Regions from separate parts of the Mus musculus genome. Here region 2 is linked to region 1. The links are chromatin contacts, called in public Hi-C maps. All regions are on one chromosome and are shown on one strand. Each heading gives the region's core, a stretch centred on a gene start, on an enhancer-like site or on the middle of the called end of the contact. The rest is flanking DNA. Distances are from core to core; before and after follow the strand shown.

What was found. A called contact is a pair of places that touch in the nucleus more often than the background predicts.
Region 2: a Hi-C map of cortical neurons shows a contact between it and region 1, with 7 times the contacts expected there. The contact joins the enhancer-like site here to the promoter of Lingo2 in region 1. A contact is called at or near these places in 2 of 39 promoter capture datasets (cranial neural crest and hippocampal neurons), 7 of 484 Hi-C or Micro-C datasets (cerebral cortex, cortical neurons, forebrain and 2 more) and 4 of 115 datasets of contacts at active chromatin or transcription factors (embryonic forebrain, forebrain, neural progenitor cells and 1 more).

What each region holds. Positions count from the first base shown.
Region 1 is chr4:36,949,073-36,954,415 of GRCm38.p6, forward strand. It overlaps Lingo2 (leucine rich repeat and Ig domain containing 2), which reads right to left and starts at 2,672. Exons shown (of 8, transcript NM_001165999.1): 1 at 2,009-2,672. It overlaps Gm12371 (predicted gene 12371), which reads left to right and starts at 3,894. Exons shown (of 2, transcript NR_151511.1): 1 at 3,894-4,058.
Region 2 is chr4:39,697,175-39,702,405 of GRCm38.p6, forward strand. No RefSeq gene overlaps it. Among named protein-coding and RNA genes, the nearest start is that of Gm42272, 12 kb to the right of the region's middle. Within about 2 kb of position 2,342, at least 3 of the 459 cell types and tissues checked have an H3K27ac peak or open chromatin away from gene starts, as enhancers often do. A contact at or near this core is called in cortical neurons, where this site is marked.

The sequences.
Region 1 (5,343 bases), core at 1,422-3,921:
GCCTTGCATTCAGCTGTATTGAAAATAAAATACACTAATAAAGATGTTGAGAGCACCCTGAGAAAGAGCTCTATTTTAAATGTTAACCGTTGCTTCTTAGTTCTGATTTTTTTTTCACTTTTATCTTGTGGCCCAGTATCTTTATCTGGGTCTTGGCTTGTATTCGTTATTCCTAGAATACAATGATCCATCTTTCCCCCTATCCTTTGAGTACTATTTCATAAGAGGGTTAATATCTCAAGAGCTGTAAAGACCACCCTTAGTACACTCTAAAATTTCATTAGAGTCGAAAATGACCACACGTGATAAGCACAAACTTCACAAGGCACCCTGGAAAATGTATTTTCAGCTCTCTGACAGGGATAGGATATTCTCACCAAGTATGCACAACATCTTAAATATATATTTACGTTTTTTTGTGGCTTATACACTACAGTTAAATATACCCATTGTCCACCACGGCTAAGTGAGTACTTATCAGAGAGATCTGTGGTTTTGAAAATACTAGAAAATGTCAAAGGCACTGTGAAATGTGAAGAATCTTGCTTCCACAAATAATCTGAACTCAAGGCCCTTTCCCAACAACCTGCCCCCACCTTCTCCACTGCCTTAACTTCACCATTCTTCCACCCCTCCATGTTCTGGGCATGAATCCCTACTCATCCTTTACCCTACTCTCTAAGTCTTACAACAGCTTTCCTCTGTTCTCAGAGAAGGTCCCTTGGGCTAGGAGCTCAGTCAAAGGCTGAATGGGCGACTTCCCAAGCAGGTGACAAGGAAAGGGGAGGGAGAGCAGAGGGTGTGGTACTCCCTTTTCTTCACCACACCCCAACCCTGGGATTTTGCACTCTGGTCCATCTCAGCTCAGAGGGGACCTAGCAGGTCGCCTTGCTGAGCTCCAAGCAATTAGTGATGGCCAGCCACTGGGCACTCTCTGGCAACAAAATTATATTAAGTAGGAAACATTTTTTTAAAATAGACACAAAACTTGCCTTTAAAGGAAGCAAGTGTCCAGAGTAGCAGGCAAAACCAAGGATTAGTTCATATGATCCCCAGAAAGCCACAGAGAAAACGGAAAGGCTCCTTAGAAAGGGACCTCACAGATTACCTCCCACCCTTCCCTTGTTGCCCTTTGAGACCTGAGAAGACCTTGGGTTGGGTTGGAAGGGGAGAGAGAGGCTTTACCTCCTGGGGATGCCCTCAGGGCGCTGACTATGGTTGCATCCCCGAAGTGGCTCTGGCTCCCCGCACCGCTTTCCAGAGCACAGCCTGGGTTCCGACTCGCCTCCCGAAGACGGGGCGCCCAGCTGGGTGGTGCGCCGGGACTCGGGCTCACGTCTCCCGCCCAGGCTGGGTTGGACCCCCTATGCCGCGCCGCCTCAGCCACCAGGCTCGCTCGTCGAGCAACCACTCCACCGCCCGGCGCCCCCACACCCACCGGCTCCGCCGCGCCCGCTGGGAGCCTCTAGCGGAGGCCAAGCGAACCGCAGTTTACCCGCGGAGCTTGTGCTCCGACGCCGGCTGCTGCAAGGGCAGACCCGGCCGCCCTGTGCACTTCCCGAGCTCTGCATCCCGCCAGCCTGCTCCATCCTCACCTGCCACTCAATTCTTGACAAGACCCGGGCCCACTGCTCCCTATCGCAAGGATGGGATAGGTGTGAGGAGCTAGAGAAACACCTTACCAGAACAGAAAATCAAAACAAAACAAGAGCCAAGCCCAGATGTAAATCAGCCTGGACAGAAGATCCAGTTCCAGATGCAGTTCCCAGTAGGTATCCAGAAGTGTGCAGAAAGGACACTCCCTTTTGCCGACCGGTTCTCAACCATCTGCACCGGCTGGTCTGGCTGGTCTTCCACTTACCAGCCGGGAGCCATTCACACGGGTTGTGCAGCTGCGTGACAACAGCCCAGGGGGTTCCATGTAACTTACCTTACCCCCGCCGCATCCCAGCATCTATTTTAAGTTATTCTCTCAGGAGATTCAAGCGGCTGGGTTGCGGTCTCTTACCTTGACATGTTGTTCATGCCCCTTCGTGTCCTTAAAATCCAAAGCCAAGGAGGATGAAGCTCACAGGAGTCTCCGGGCTTCTTTAGGCGTCCTCCTGCCTCAGCTCTGTCAGCTTTTCCTTTCAAAGGGGTCAGGAAGGGAATGTCGGTTCTAAAGCCCTGACAGTCTAGGTGTCTCCAAACCCTCACGCCTGTGGCGACTGATACAGGGACAACCTTGGATGGCCGTGGAAACCTTCCCTGTCCCTGCTCAGGCAACTTGGCTGCGGATCCAGTTTTCTTCCGTGACCCCACAGATGCGTCGGATAGCCAAGCTGGGTACGCCGTCAGGAGCCGGGGCTCCTCTCTGATTCTCGCCACCGCACCCCTCCCCCTGCTCCCGCCAAGTGGGAAGAAAACCTGCGCTCAGGCAGGTTCGGTGCAGAGCAGGTGCTGGCAGCAGAGCCACGCCGAGGATCGCGCTCCACCACCAAGGCGTCTTGGCTACAGCCCTTGCGCCCAAGCGTCTGCGCCAAGGAAACTTTGAGCGGAGGCCGGAAAGCCAAGGGATGGGTGGTGGAAGGCCCTGTGAGGTGGCTGAGGAGCTGGGAAGGAGAGACACCGGGCGGGCGGCGGGCTGCTGGGTCCCGGCGGCCACACTCAGCGCGCGGACTGCGCGCACACACGCCCGGCTTACACGCACCGCTCACACGCACACTCCCGCGCGCGCGCACCAACACGCACGCCCAGCCTCGCGATCGCGGCCCCAGGCCACAGGCGAGAGCCAGAAGAAAGCCTTCACCGGGGGTTCCCAGAATGGGTAGGCTGGCGACATCGTCCCTCCTCTACAGTTAAAGGAGTACTTTAGTCCGATTTGTCACCTCCCATCTCCCCGCCCTGTCTCGAGTCTCCACTTCTGGCTGTTTCCTGTGGTCAGCTCTTCTCCAGGTACCCTGAACGTGGAGAGAGCAGGACTTCAGACACTTTCCCATCACCACCCTTCCGGGGCACCAGAGCCCTTCTTCGGTGGAGTGTCTGCTACACCTTCCTAAGGAGAAAGGGGCTCCTTGACATCCTTTAAACCGAAGAGCCTGGGCATCATTTCTTGAACAGAATCTTGCGACATCCCCTTGTGCTCATTCCCGGTGTAACTTTGTCTCAAAGAGCTCCTGAAGTTCACTTACATGCTCTTGCAAAGAACTGCTCAGGGACTTGTGTTAGGCAGCTTTTGGATCAGGACTCATTTCAGGTTTTCTGCTTTTATTAAAAACTGGATGGTAGCAAGCGAAAGACTCAGCGGGAGAAAGGTGTGGGGATGGGGCAGCATGGAGATTCAGCCCATTTAGTTTCCCTTTCCAAAATTTTGGCAAGAGGTTGTGGAATATGTCTCCTGGTAGCTCCTACTGCACTTACTCAGTACTTAAGGCAGGGATGCCTGGTTACTGCACAAATGGGCCCGCTAAACCACAATGTGAAGAAATCAGAGATCCGCCAGAAGTCCCTGCAAAGAATCCACCCTCTGGAAGTTTGTCTTGCTTGGACTGGAGAGCAGGAAATCATTCCGGAAAAAAACGGAAACTTTTGCTACGATGGTTTCTTGATTGTTTTATTTTGTTCCTTTATTTGGAACCCTGATTTTTCTTTATATGCCGCGCTCGAGTTCACCAAAGCTTTGCTGCAATTATTCTGTTTCCCAAGTACTGGAAAGGCTGGGAGGCTGCAGGTTTCTCTTTCAATGTCTTTCCGAAATCTCTGTGGATAGAGACAGAAAACGAAAAGTGATACTGCATAGAGATGGCGCTAGGACCCTTTGCAGGAGGGACGTGCGCCACTCCCCCGCTGTTTCTACAAGAGCTTATTCTCTCAAGATCCAGGGTATTTTGAGTGGTCCTTTCCCAGTTGAGTTAGAAGCTGGCTGGCTGAGAATAAGAAAATACAGTATGTGAGCACTTGGAGGAGAAACTGTAGGTTGCAATAGTGGAAGGGAGGAGGATTTTGAGCAAAAGAAGAAACTTGTGTTGTTAGGAGCTGCGACCACGCTATTCATTGCCTGAGTAGCCAAGCATGTTAAGGTAAGGATGAAGTAACAACCATGCAGTATGCAGGGTCCGGTCGAGTGTCATTCTGAAAGCATGAGTGCAGTCTGAGTTTCTTGAGTGAGTCAGCGTGTTGAATCCTGTGTGAGACAACCAGGCAGAATCACTTCCTTACATTCTTCCTGAGTTTGGGGATGATGCGGAAACTGCCCCTTGGAAGGAATGAACCACAAGCTATTTGCTCTGCTGCTAAAGGAACAGCACCAACAGAGTCTGCATGTTTGAGTTCAGTGTTGACTTTCCTTGTGCAGTGAAGGGAAGAGCTAGAAGCTAACCCACCCAAGGAGGGAGTCTAGGTGAAGAAAGAGAGAAATCTGGAGCAATGCTAAGCAGTTGAAAATAAGAATACAACTGATTTCGGTTTGATATGCTAGGGTGTGTTTTGGGCACCTGCATTTCCAACAGTGTTTTAAGTGGGGAATGTTAAGCTGGTTTTGAACTTGGTGTTATCTATGAATTGTGTTCTGGTCATAGGTTTGGGACTTTTCTGAACTGTAATTGTTTTCTTTCTTTAATAAGTGACTGTTGTGGTTACTGAATTGGGGCTACGGGTTATAATGAACAGTTTTACGTAAGGCAATCCTTTCATTGTATAGCTCTTTCAATTAACAAAACTGGACGTGCATTGCAAAGATCAAATGATTCCTTTGTTGAGCATACAGCTCTTCAGAAAGGTTCTGGACTGAGGAGATCTTCCTGGCTACTGTTGACATGAAAGCTGTTACTAATGCCTCTTTTAAAAAGTAAAGTAGGTCATTTTCATGCATGCTAAGTGGATTGTTCCAAGGGTGCCACATAGTGCCCGCCCAAGACTCCAAGGAGAGGAGTATTTTTACTTGAGTTTGGGATTACAGGATGTGTGAGGAGCATCGATAATCACAGAGTAGAGTATTCTTGACAGGCAGTTAAGCACCTGCAGCCACTTGAAAAACTTGCATCTTTACTGCCTACCTGCAATAAACAGTCATTCATTCACCCCTCCCGTGAAAATAAAAGTTCTGCAATATGCTGGGTTGTTGAAAAACTAAGCACACCTGTTATTCTTTATGCAAAATGAAAGGAAATAAAAGCCACACCTTTTCTCTTCCCCATCAACTTTCACATTTCACTTTAATGGGAGAACAAACAAAGCCAATTTCTGGTTTAGAAGAGTTATACCATTTCTTCTATACTATTTTAAATATCTAAATATCTTTCTGCAGAATTGAGGAAAAGGGTTGAAACTTGAAAGCACCATCAGATCCTATAGACTCCAATGCCA
Region 2 (5,231 bases), core at 1,092-3,591, 2.7 Mb after region 1:
AGTGAGTATTAAAACTCCAGTAGTTTCCTCTTGTCATTGTTGTTCCCTCATAGTGATCAGGCCAGTTCCTGCTGGGGCTGGAAGTCACCAGATTGCATTTAGAAAGAAACTAAAAATTAATTATTCTATAGACTACCAGACAGACACCATTCTGGTTGAGGGGACTAAGATAACATCTCCATCTGAGGATGCATCCTGCTAGGCGGCCTGGTAGTCACGTCCTGGTTTCTTCTGCTCAAAAAGCTCTCTGTGCATGTGGTCTTAATGACTAGCACGTAAGCTTGACTTGAACCACCCTTCTTTACTTCAAGGCACAGGTGGTTAGGTATCCCTATAGAAAGATGCCCCCGTGCAATCTCATTCATTATGGCACACAAATAAGAGGGGGGGGGGGATAGAAAAAAAAAACCTGTTATTGAAGTTCAAGGATGTTCCTCGTCCTTTGGTAGCAGGGAAAAGGTTGCAGTTCCTTCCACAAAGCAGTACCTTGTCAAGATATTCCTAACAGAAAGAGCAGCACTTCCATTTTTGGGCAACCAGCCATCATAACGAGGCCAGCTGGCTCATGGTCAGCATCAACCCAACAGGAGCGAACTGGAAATAGAAGCCAACAGCGCCACCATGTGGAAAAGCTGGAAACTTTGAAGGCTTCTGCAGTTTTTCCACAAAACCGGAAGAAATTCAGAGCCTTGAAGGGAATTCCTAGATCTAGTGTCTGGGTTCCCTTTTCAGAATTAATCCATCAAAAGGTACTATAAAAAGGGCCCTCTAACTAATACAGCCTACAGCAAGTACACAGGGGCCTGAAGAAAATACCACCAGTATATGGCAGGTAGCTGATCGTTACCTGGGAGACAGGGGAGCTTCAGGAGGCAAGATAATGCCTGAACTCGGACTACAAACTTTTTCCCTCATCTAAGATAAAGTTATTGCAAACTACAGGATGGAAACCACAAGCCGTGATATTCCCTCATGAAGTCCTTCCTACCATAGAACCCTCACTACTGCCCAAGGGACATCCTTGACTATAAAGCACAGAAGATTCTCCCATTTAGGACAGGGATTACAACACAGGAGAAAGAACGATGAACTGAGACTTGGTGACCTTTATCCTACTTCGGACTTGACCACTAATGGCGATACTTTCCATTACCCGACTTGCCTGCTTCAAGCATCAGTTTCCTCACCTCTGGGGGTAGGGGTTTTAAGTTCTACTAAACTAAGGTGGACTCTCTGGAAATGACCCTTCAGCATCTATCTGTAGTTTGACATGAGGCTCTGGGCGTTTGTCACTATGACACATCACCCAACAGCCTAGGAGAAGATTTCAATCATCCAAGATCTAGAGAACCTTCATTTCAACAAGACCCCCGAGGGGATTAGAATACACACTAAGGTCTGAGAAGCATCTCTTTAGATCATCAGTCAGATGTAAAGACCATAAATGCAGAACATATCTAAGGCCTGATCTACTACCAGCATTATGGCTTCCTGGTACATCTGCATATCAATGGCACTTAGCGTCCATACTGGAGAATTAGGTAATTTCATTAAGGAGGGTCTTAGTTTTATTAATATTTTTGACTGAAAATATGTATTTACCTAAAGGTTTTGTTCTGTTTTTAATACAGTTCTGAATGACTTGTGGGTCATAAAAAATGAGTTAATTTCTTACTGTATTTAAAAACAAGGTTAAATCTTACAGTGTCTTCAACAACTGGTATCTACAATTTAGCAGTAGGAGTTCCTTATAAGAGAGAATAAATTAATATGTTTAGTACTATGATGACTTTGTGGAAGGGTTTTCAAACTCGAGTTTTAAAGCTTCTGTTTGGTCTTTGACTTCTGCGTCTATTATTATGTTCCCAGAAGCAAGGTTGATTAGGTAAAAAAATATCATTTATCATACTTTAAGCAAGAATTCTAATTCTCAAAGGGTCTCTGACCAATTTTATATCTTATGTACTTTGTGTCTTTGGCCCTCCAAACTGCCAGTGAACCCTGAATACAGGAACCCAATGCTCTATGTATTCTTACCACAGCCTGCATCAGCTATGCCAACATCAAAAAGCAATTAATTTTTTCCTCTTGTCCAATTTCTGTTGATTTAAGGAACAAGGCATTTTTGTAAGTTCTGTTGATATTGAGATGATGCCCTTCCATGCGTTGAGGCCCTGGTGGCTTAGGTTCTTTTTTAAAAAAATTTTGAAGTGTGTTGGAACCTGGGCTATTTCTCAAGATGAAGGCCATGAAACAATTTTAAAAGTAGCATCACTCTGCATGAATTATTGGCTCAGACTCCAGAGAGGATGCTGGCAGGCTGATTTACAATAAAATGAGTTCTGTTCTTTTCTTCCTGGCTCATTTTTAAGCATCTGCTGAGAAGATTGCAGTTCCTCCCATGTAGTAAACACAGCCCCAACATTAAAAGGAAACTAGAATATGCCTACTGGTTTAAACTCGTACTTGACTTTAAAATGTCCTCTCTCTTTACCTGCGTGGCAGTTTGAATAAAAATGTCCCCCATAGGCTCATATAGTTGAATGCTTAGTCATCAGGGTGTGGGCTTGCTGGACGAAGTGTGTCACTGGGGACAGGATTTGTGTTTTCAAAAAGCCTATGCCAAGCTCAGAGTCACTCTCTTCATGCTGCCTGTGGATCCAGCTGCAGAACTCTCAGCTACTATGTCTGAGAGCCACCATCATCCCTGCTGTGAGGATCTGAACTGGTAAGCCAGCCCCAATTAAATGCTTTCCTTTATAAGAGATGCCAGTGGCCATGGTGTCTCTCCACGGCAATAAGGTACTGACTGAGACAGTCTGTAATTTAATGTATATTTTAGAAATGTAGAGTGGGAGGAGCAAGAAATGGGGAAGGAGCAGAAGGAGGGAGGAAACTGGGCATTAGAAGAGTTAGAGATGGCCTTGTCAGCCACTCAGCTACTGCCTTCTGAGCTGATCAAAGAGTGTTGCAAAAGTTAAAATGATTGGTTTTGCAAAAGAAGACAGATAAAGTCATTCTTATCACCCACACTAGCAAGGCCAAATGTCTACAGCGCTAACCTTACTCACCCAAGCAATGGTAGCTCTGCCTGCCTGGGGACCCACCCCAGCTGTGCCCATTCCTAAGGGAAGAAGAAGGCTGTAAGAACGAGAGGTGTGGCTCATAAGGTACAAAATGCTAATCAACCCTCTTTTTTCTAGAATCAATTTGGAGTACTTGGGAATCTGAATTTTCCACCTAAACCCTCCTGAGACTATTCATAGGTTGTGAGATCTCTCCCTCCCTCCTGGCCCCCCCTCCTTCTCAGATAGATGTCTGTTGTTGATCAGATATGCCCCCTTAAACTAAAGGCAGCTAAGAAGGCTTAGATAAAGGCTGGGTGTGTAGACTAGAGAGTTTCAAGTCTATAGACTCTGTATGCAAGACAGAACCAGGAGTGAAGAAAAGAAAAGGTGTGAGGTGCAGGTCAGGTCTTGATATGGATATCCACACAGTCTAAGTTCTCAGTCCAAAACTAGCATTGTAAAAGCACATTTCTTAGGATGCATAGTTTACTAGATTTATTTGTTACCTTAACTACTTATACTATGTGTGCCCAAAGCCCGCCGTGACATGGTGAGACACATCTGTAAACAGACATATTCTCTTATGAGCTCAGGCCAAGCTTGAATAGTGAGACATTAACCCTGTGTTTGAATATCACCTTTCCAGCTTTGCTTGTTATGAATACCAGACAATTCACTAAAAATCTCCATCATATACTAAAGCATTACATTTAAATGTTCATGGCAGTCATCCTTACTTACTCTCGAGTCTCCTTTCTCTTTAGTATACAAACCACCTATAATTCTGGGAGCTTGGTTTGACATGTTGCTTGTAGCTTTCCTCATTTCTGTTGCACATACTTAAAACCTGAGCAAATTCTATGCCCCTCCTCCTTGGTCATCCACTGGATTCATCTGACTTACTATGCATGCATTCCTTTGTTCTCCTGAGTTTCCACAACTTTCCTTCCGTTTGCCTACTGGGGTAGGCTAGTGAATTGGTATCTGCCAACTTGCTAACACTGCAAAGTCCAACTTTCAGAAGGCTTATTGTAACATGGAGAACTGCCAGTGATGAACATGCCAGTGAGGAACCTGTCTGAGCTCCAGACAGTAAAATTTAAGCACTGGCCATTAGTCTCTGATAGTCTCCAAAAACTCCTCAAAAAAAGAGAGATTTGAAAAATTATTTCACCTTCCTAATACCAATAAAAGAACATACTTCAAATCTAGATAAGTGTAAAAGTGATAGATGTGAGCAGTAGTCTCTGATAGTCTTTATGGTAACAGGTGTGAGCATGACAGATGCAGAAAGACCTGGCACACTCAGCTTGTCCTGCCTTCTCAAGACAACACTTGCACACTGGTCTCTCTACAGACTCTCTTTGTATGGTCACAGGGTGACCCTGGAATATTTGGCTTCTGGTGTCTTTTCTGAAAAACAACTGCCCCACCCCTACCCCACATGACCAAGAAAACTTTTCTTCTCTGAAATTAGGTAGAGTCAAATTCGTATAGTAAGTCTTTTCCTGCCCTACACTGGGGAGAGAAAACTTGTAGAGCACACCTCTAGCAGAAAGACAGGGCATCAAGTGAGGGATGGGGTTACCATCCCATAATCAAAACTCTCACTTGTAATTAATTATTCCTGTCTGAAAGAACTGCAGCGACAGAAATGGAGAGGAGCCGGGGGTTGGGGGAAAGGAGGCCCAGTGACAGGCCCAAAGTTGGATCCAGCTCAAGGAGAGGCCCTAAGGTCTGACACTATTACTGAGGCTATGGAGTGCTTACAAAAAGGGACCTATCATGACTGCCCTCCGACAGACCCAACAAGCAGCTGAAAGAGTCAGATGCAGATATTTGCACCCAACCAATGGACAGAAGCAGCTGACCCCTGTGGTTGAATTAGGAAAAAGCTGGAAGAAGATAAGGATGTGGGCAACCTAGTCAGAGGACCAGTAGTCTCAATTAACCTGGACCCCCAAGATCTCTCAAACACCGGACCACCAACCAGGCAGCATACACCAGCTGATATGCGGACCCCAACACATAGACAGCAGAGGACTGCTGGGTCTGGTTCAGTCAGAGAAGATGTACCTAACCCTCAAGAGACTGGAGGCCTTGGGGAGTTTAGAGGTCTGGTGGGGTAGGGGTTGGGGACATCCTCATGGAGACAGTGGGAAG